Linked DNA regions of Pan troglodytes: region 2 is linked to region 1. A link is a contact called in public HiChIP or PLAC-seq data. All regions are on one chromosome and are shown on one strand. The core of a region is the stretch at or near the end of the contact, and the rest is flanking DNA. Distances in the headings are between cores, read along the strand shown. Region 1 holds the start of ZFP90 (ZFP90 zinc finger protein). Region 2 holds the start of HAS3 (hyaluronan synthase 3).

Region 1 (4,035 bases), core at 1,097-3,596:
GTATGTATGTATATGTATGTATATATATATATATATATATATATATATATATATATATGAAAAGGCAGGCCGGGCCCGGTGGCTCACGCCTGTAATCCCAGAACTTTGGGAGGTCAGGAGATCGAGACCATCCTGGCCAACATGGTGAAACCCCGTCTTTACTAAAAATACAAAAATTAGCTGGGCATGGTGGCTCACACCTGTAATCCCAACACTTTGGGAGGCTGAAGCGAGCACATCACTTGAGCTTAGGAATTCAAGTCCAGCCTGGAGAAACCCCATCTTTACAAAAAAAAACAAAAATTAGGCCAGGCGTGGTGGCTCACATCTGTAATCCCAGCACCTTGGGAGGCCAACGTGGGCGGATCAATTGAGGTCAGGAGTTCGAGACCAGCCTGGCCAACATGGTAAAACCCTGACTCTACTAAAATACAAAAAAATTAGCCAGGTGTGGTGGTGTACACCTGTTAATCCCAGCTACTAGGGAGGTTGAGGCAGGAGAATCACTTGAACCCAGGAGGTGGAGGTTGCAGTGAGCCGAGATCATGCCACTACACTTCAGCCTGGGTGACAGAATGAGACTGTCTCAAAAAATAAAATAAACCAAAAAATACAAAAATTAGCCGGGCATGGTGGCGTGCACCATGGCAGAGGTTGCAGTGAGCCAAGATCATGTCACTGTACTCCAGACTGGGTGACAGAGACCCTGTCTCAAAAAAAAAAAAAAAGGCATGATATAGTATGCTTAATTCACTATAAACTGCTCTTTTGAAGGACATTACTAAGTTGGTGTTTTTATCTTTTAAATTTTTTTTTTTTTTTTTTTTTTTTTTGCAGAGACGGAGTCTCACTATGTTGCCCAGGCTGGTCTCAAATTCCTGGGCTTAAACGATCCTATTGCCTCAGCTTCCCAAAGTGCTGGACTTACAGGTGTGACCCACTGTACCTGTCAACTTGGTATTTTTATTTGAATTGATCTTGATGTCTCACACACCTAGCAACTACAATCTGTCATTTTCCCTTAATTCTAAAGAGAGTGTAGATTCAAAGATACAGGTACCATCTGGATCTTGATGTATTTTCACCAATATGTAAATCAATGGATAACCTTAGAGTTGTGACGCTTCTAGAAAATGCCCCCTCTGCCACAAGAATAAATGGGTTCACGAATCAGCCTCACATTAAGGTGAAGGCTGGACTTCTGGCGGTGGGGAGTGAGTTGCTCTATTACATCTTTGTTAAAGCAGAAAAGGACAGACACAAAATGCTCTGGGAGAATCAGCCCTGGTTTTGTTTTTGGTTGTTTTTTATTTTGTTTTGTTTTTGCCTCCTTGCCCAAGTAAGCCCATCTCCAGCCTCTTCCTAGACATGTTCTAACCAGGCTTCTACGGCCCCTTACGGACTCTCTATGGGCCCTGGGTCAGAAGCTGGGGCTCCTCTCTCCTCACTTGCCGACAGTCACTTCCTCCTCTACAGTGTTCCATCCTGTGACCCCACTCTCTCCATTTCTTATTGACAAGAGTTCAAAAAACTGGCGTGGCATTCAGGACTCTCAAAACTGACACTTCCCAACGCATCCAATCTCAACTCCTCCCACAAGATCGCACCACACTGGCCCTCTCTACCCCACAGAGCAGCCTCCCCTTTGGGAATCCAGCTCCCCAAAGCCTGGGGTTTTGCATGGCCAGGAGGCTCCGATCGAGCCAAGCAAGTAAGGGAGTCGCCAGGCAGAGAACAATAACTGCTCCAAACACCTTTGGGAGATGGGATGGATAGATGGATGGGATGCCCAGGAGGTTAGGAACGCGTTGCTCACCTGGGGCGCGGCGGTCGGAGGCCTCGGGGCCATTCCTGCCTCGCCAGGGCCCGGCTCCGGGGCAGGAGCTGGGGAGAAAGGACAGGGCCCACTCACCCCGCTGCAACACCGACCCCACCCCGCCCCGCCCCACCTCCGCCCCTAAACCACATCTCCAGGGGAGATGGTGGCGAGGACCGCGGAACCAGCCCGGGCCTGCCGCTCCCCATCCCCGAAATGAAAGGCTCAGCAGCCTCCCGGACACCCCCCTCCGGCCACGCCCAGTCCCCTTCGCAGGGTGGTGGGCGAGGCCCGGCTGACACCCGCCAAACCCAGGAGGGGTCCCGCCCAGACCCGCGCACTCAGAATCACCGCCTCTGGGGGGCTCCGGATTTCGCGACCTCCGGCCCACCCAGAGCCTCAGGCAGCTCCTCCCGCCCCCGCCGAAGGCTCGGTTATCTCCAATTCTGATCTGCGGAGGGGCTGCCCAAAGGGGCCTCAGCCGCACCGGGGTCGGACAATGGCCGCAGCGGCGGGGCAGAGCCGGAAGTGCGCCTGCGCACTCGGAGCCTCGCTCCTGCAACCCCGGGTCCACGCCGGGCGCGCGAACTACACTTCCCAGAGGCCCGCGCGCGCAGGCCCCGCCTAGGCGGCTTCCGAAGGCGCGTTAGGGACCCCTGCGAGGGCCGAGGGAGGCAGCCAGTGTGGCTCGAGTGTGCGTGTCCCTGTATTCCAGTCACTGTCCGCCTCCTCTTTGCAAGGGGCTTGTTGCTAGCTGGGGAATCGGCCGAGAAAAACCCTGGTTTCAGGGAGCAATCGTACGCCCCTTTCGACGAGGCTGACGATAAAAACGCAAACATGTCAACAAGATAATGTCAGGTCCTGACTTCAGCGGTAAGAGTGACACAGGAAGGGAGTGAGACAGCGTCAGAGGGTGGGGCATTTACATCTTCGTCAAAAGGCAATTTTCCATTTTTCATTTTAGAGAAAAAAGAAACTTCGGACAAATCCGTGGCCTCCTGAGCAATGTGCAAAGGCAGATCTACTGCCGTGTTATTTCATTACTTCGTATCCCCTTACGCAGGATTTTGTTTGGGACAAGCAAACAATGATGGAAATTTTCTCTTTTTTTTTTTGAGACAGTTTCGCTCTTGTTGCCTAGGTTGGAGTGCAATGGCGCGATTTTGGCTCACCGCAGCCTCCGCCTCCCGGGTTCAAGCGATTCTCCCGCCTCAGCCTCCCGAGTAGCTGGGATTACAGGCATGCGATGCGTCACCAGGCCCGTCTAATTTTGTATATTTAGTAGAGACGGGTTTTCTCCATGTTGGTCATGCTGGTCTTGAACTCGCCTCGGCCTCCCAAAGTGCTGGGATTACAGGCATGGGCAACCGCGCCCGGCCCGATGGAAATTTTCAACACAAAGATAGGTCAACTTTTAGATACAGCTATTAGGGTTTATGTAATTATGTCTTATATATCACAGACATTCAGGCTACATTTCCTAGATTTCAGCTTGATTTCTTAACATTAGAGCATTGCATACCAACATGGTAGAAAATGACTGCAACGAAATGTTCCTGATGTCACACTGCTTTATCAAAAATATGAACATTCAAAAATAAATGCTTTATGCCGGGTGCAGTGGCTCAAGCCTGCGATCCCAGCACTTTGGGAGGCTGAGGCTGGCGGATCACCTGAGGTCAGGAGTTCGAGACCAGCCTGACCAACATGGAGATAGCTCGTCTCTACTAAAAATACAAAATTAGCCAGGCTTGGTGGCGCATGCCTGTAATCCCAGCTACTCAGAAAGCTGAGGCAGGAGAATCGCTTGAATCTGGGAGGCAGAGGTTGTGGTGAGCCGAGATTGCACCATTGGACTCCAACCTGGGCAACAGCAGCAAAACTCCATCTCAAAAAAAACAAAACAAAAAAGGGAGAAAATTTCCATCACTGTTGGCTTGTCCCAAACACAAAATCCTGCGCAAGGGGCTAACAAGTAATGAAATAACATGTCAATAGCACAGGGAGGCTGAGGAGGGAGGAGCCCAGGAATTAAAAGACCAGCTTGGGCAACATGGCAAAACCCTGTCTCTACAGAAAATACAAACATTAACTGGTTGCAATAGTGTGCGCCTGTGGTCCCAGCTACTTGGGAGGCTGAGGTGGGAAGATCCTTTGAACCCAGGAAGCAGAGGTTGTAGTGGGCTGTGATTTCACCACAGCACTCCAACCTGGGCGAC
Region 2 (4,035 bases), core at 698-3,197, 560 kb before region 1:
CCGCCTCGGTGCAGTGCCGGAGGCGGCGCCCACCAGGTCAAAGCAGCCGCGAACGCACTCGCTACGCTTCTCATCCCCGCTCGAGCCTCGCCTCTTGGCAAAGGCGGCGCCGGCCACACCCACGTGCCGGTTTCCCACGACCCAACCGGGAAGGAACGGAAAACCCAAGGGATCCCAGTCGGACCAGGCCCTGCTCTTCCTGGTATCCCAGCTACCTTGGCAAAGTGTGCCTGTAGACAAAGGCGCATCCCCGGTGTCGCCGGCCCTCTCCTTCCCTGGGCGGGACCCCTCCCCCGCAGGAATTAGAGGCATTACCCAGGTTACTACCCCCACCCCCAAATAGAGGCCCCCAAAATGTCCCTCAACCAGATACCCCACGTGCAATCAGGCGCTGGTGCAGGCTGTGGTCGAGGTTCTCCTGCCCAGACCTGGGGCGGGGGGCTGTGTCACCCCAAGCCGGCAGAGGCTGTGGGGTGATCCTACAGCCTGGACCGCCGCCTCCTCATGCCCTTCGCTCATCCACGGGAGCCCAGCCCAGGCAAACTAACGCGCACTCGGCTTTCAAGGGCACAAGGTTGGGGGCGCTCTCAAGTCCGGCTCCCAGGACTACGGAAGGAGAACCCCCAGTCAAGGACGCACGCTTCTCCATCAAGCCTCCGAAACTTTGAGGGGCTGCTGGTGTGCAGCGTCTCTCCCGCTGACAGGTGCGCCCCGCGGCAGGGCCACACGCGGCGGCATGGAAACTTGTGCGCCCAGCGGGGCTCCTCCTCTTGTGCCCGGCCGCCCTCCGGGCCCCTCCAGGCCGGCCAGGGGAGGGGAGCCCACTCCCCCGGACACGTGCTGCCGCGGCCCGGCTAACCCGCAGGAACGTGGGCGCCTGGTACCTTGGTGCCCGGACAGGTGCAAACCCCCGGGAGGTCGTAGAAGGTGCGGGGGAGGGGTACCCCAGCCAGCCTGGAGCCCCGCACCGGCGTCCGCCTCCTAATTCATTCACAAAACAGGAGCCGCCGGGGAGGAGGGAGGCGAGGCTGAAAGAGGAGAGGATGCAGGAAGAAAGGGAGGAGGGGTCAGTGGGGAGGGGGCTGCAGGAACGGCCGCCGGGAAGCCCGGGGCTGCCGCCGCCCCCAACCCGCCTCCCCGCGCCGGACGCGGCGCCCGCAGGGCTGGGAGCTGGCCGGGTGCGGGGGGCTCGGCGAGAGGCACCCCTGCCGCCCGGCGCTCCCCGGCCTCGGCGCAGCCCCGCGCGGCCCGCCCCTCCTGGGTGCCGGCCGGCCCGCGCTCACCGTGCCGCCGGCTGCCGCGCTCCGGAGCTCAGCAGGCCCGCGGCGGCTCCATGCCCCTCCTCCCGCTCCGCTCCGCGCCGCCGCGCGCTCCGACTGCCGCCTGCCCTGCCGAGCCGCCCTTAAGTACCCGGCGCGTGCCCGCCAGGAGAGGCGCCTCCCCCGGCCCTGGGGCCGGGAAAGTTGACCAGAGTGGGAGGGCCCCCGAGGGCGCACCCCCGACCCCGCGCGGTCCCAGGGAGCGCCACAAGCCAGCGCTCGGCGGGGACGCCTAGTCCCGGGTGGACGCGGCTCCGGCTCGCAAGACTCGCAGCCCCTGCGCCCTCTCCGAAGCTGGGTCCCCCGATTGGGGCCGAAGGCCACGCGGCTCTGCAATCGCCCTGGGACCAGCTGCCAAGGCGAGACGGTCACTGGGCTCAACCTAGAACCTGAAGCGTCGTTAACTTTCCAGATACCACGCAGGGACTTCCAAAATTGTTACTCTCCCTCCCCGCCCCCACGCCCCGCTCTCTAACCCGCAAAACCTACTCACCCTGCAAGGAAGGCGAGCTGAGAGCACTCTTCCCCGACTTCTGCACGCGAAGGGGCAGTTCGCTGTCTAGGGGGCTCCCGAAAGCCAAGGCAGCAAAACCTTCCTGCTGGCAAGAAAGAGGCGCTGAAGAGAATTGTCAAATGTAAAAAGGCTGGTCAAAGAAGGTGTTAACAATTGTGACAGCTTAGCTTTGAATTCCGCAGTGGGGCGCTGATGACTTTAAGGCGGTTTGCAAAAGCTGCAAACGGTTTTGTAGGAACCTTGGAGGTTCCGGTGTCTTAAAGCCAAAACAATTCCTCCTCTTCTTTTTCACACCTTTATTTCCGACATCCATGATCTCCTAAATTCCCAACTGACCTTATCGACAGTAGTTTTCAGGTCCCTAAAAGATAGTGCTAGACTCGAGTAAAGTGAGATGAAGTGAGTTGGGGTGCGCTGGGGTGGGGTGAGATCGAGGAGGGGGGAGAGTTGTTAGCAGAGACAAGAAGTTTAGAACCAGCTGAAGGCGATGAGTTTTTACATCTCAGGAAAACTTGAAGAGAAATTATAATTAATAACTAGTTTTTAAAAAATGAGTGGCCGGGCGCCGTGGCTCAAGCCTGTAATCTCAGCACTTTCGGCGTTACGGGCACCATGCCCGTAATCCCAGCTACTCGGGAGGCTGAGGCAGGAGAATCGCTTGAACCCCGCAGGTGGAGGTTGCAGTGAGCTGAAATCGCACCACTGCACTCCAGCTTGGGCAGCAGAGCGAGACTCCGTCTCCAAAAAAAAACAAAACAAACAAACAAAAAAAACACAAAAAACAGAGTTTACCTGTTTTCCAAATACACCTGATATAATTTCTATCACTTCTTCCCAAGCTGCAACAAATTTATAGGCACCTGAGCTGCAGTCTATAAAACTTCTCCTCTCGGAAGTTTTAGGGGCTCAGGGACTTGCCTGCCCACCATTGCTCAGTTTGGGCCACAGACCTCACACCTCAGTCCCCGCAGGCAAGCAAAGACCCCAGGCACACCTACTCCACACAATCCCATCTTACATTATTGGCCAGGCACAGTGGCTCACACCTGTAGTCCCAGCACTTTGGGAGGCTGAAGATGGAGGATCGCTTGAGGCCAGGAGTTCAAGACCAGCCTGGGCAACAAAGCGAGACTTCCCCCGTCTCTACAAAAATTAAAATTAAAAAATTAGCCAGGGCCGGGTGGAGGCTCACGCCTGTAATCCCAACGCTCTGGGAGGCCGAGGTGGGCAGATCACGAGGTCAGAAGTTAGAGACCAGCCTGGCTAATATGGTGAAACCCTATCTCTACTAAAAAATACAAAAATTAGCCAGGCATGGTGGCACGTGCCTGTAGTCCCAGCCACTGGGAAGGTTGAGGCGGAAGAATCGCTTAAACCCAGGAGACGGAGGTTGCAGTGGGCCAAGATTGTGCCACTGTACTCCAGCCTGGGCGACAGAGTGAGACTCCATCTCAAAAAATAAAAATAAAAAAAAAAAAGAAAAAGAAAAGAAAAAAAAAAAAAAAACATTAGCCAGGCATGGTGGAGTGCGCCTGTAGTCCCAGCTACTAGGGAGGCTGGGGCAGGAGAATTGCTTGAGCCCAGGAGGTCAAGGCAACAGTGAGCTATGATCGAACCACTACACTCCAGCCTGGGTAACAGAACAAGACCCTGTCTCAAAAACAAATTCCTGGACTCCAGCAAGCCCTTCCGCCTCAGCCTCCCTAGGAGCTAGTCCTATAGGCATGCTATCCAGCCCAGCTGCCAATGTGTTTTGAACTTCAGATGGCCTGAGGGGCCCTACCAGAGCCATTCCTACTTACACAAAGATGGAGAAGCCTTAGGTTGGTGGAGGGGAGGGCTCTAGAGTCTGCCAGTAAGCCCCAGTGTCTTCATCCCAGAGATGGGATTGCTAGGCGGACTGATAGGAAGTTTGAAGAGTTTGGCTGAGGGTAAGCGCTCAGCAAGTGTTAGTTAACCAGACAGCAGCATCCTTTGCCCATGCCACGGGTTCTACATGGCCATCCCTCTAGAGCACTCAGTGACAGCAAGTTCAAGGATCAGTGTTTGAATAAAAGAAAACTGCCTGGCCGGGTGTGGTGGCTCACACCTGTAATCCCAGCACTTTGGGAGGCTGAGGCGGGTGGATCACCTGAGGTCGGGAGTTTGAGACCAGCCTGGCCAACATGGTGAAACCCCGTCTCTACTAAAAATACAAAAAAT

What was found. HiChIP or PLAC-seq counts read pairs in DNA pulled down with a chosen protein or histone mark.
Region 2: an H3K4me3 HiChIP or PLAC-seq map of stem cell-derived excitatory neurons shows a contact between it and region 1, with 5 times the contacts expected there. The contact joins the promoter of HAS3 here to the promoter of ZFP90 in region 1. A contact is called at or near these places in 1 of 7 Hi-C or Micro-C datasets (stem cell-derived neural progenitor cells) and 1 of 1 datasets of contacts at active chromatin or transcription factors (stem cell-derived excitatory neurons).

The regions. Positions count from the first base shown.
Region 1 is chr18:66,585,119-66,589,153 of NHGRI_mPanTro3-v2.0_pri, reverse strand. It overlaps ZFP90 (ZFP90 zinc finger protein), which reads right to left and starts at 2,346. Exons shown (of 6, transcript XM_063797327.1): 1 at 2,168-2,346; 2 at 1,817-1,884. The coding sequence starts at 1,849.
Region 2 is chr18:67,145,137-67,149,171 of NHGRI_mPanTro3-v2.0_pri, reverse strand. It overlaps HAS3 (hyaluronan synthase 3), which reads right to left and starts at 1,947. Exons shown (of 4, transcript XM_001168498.7): 1 at 1,813-1,947.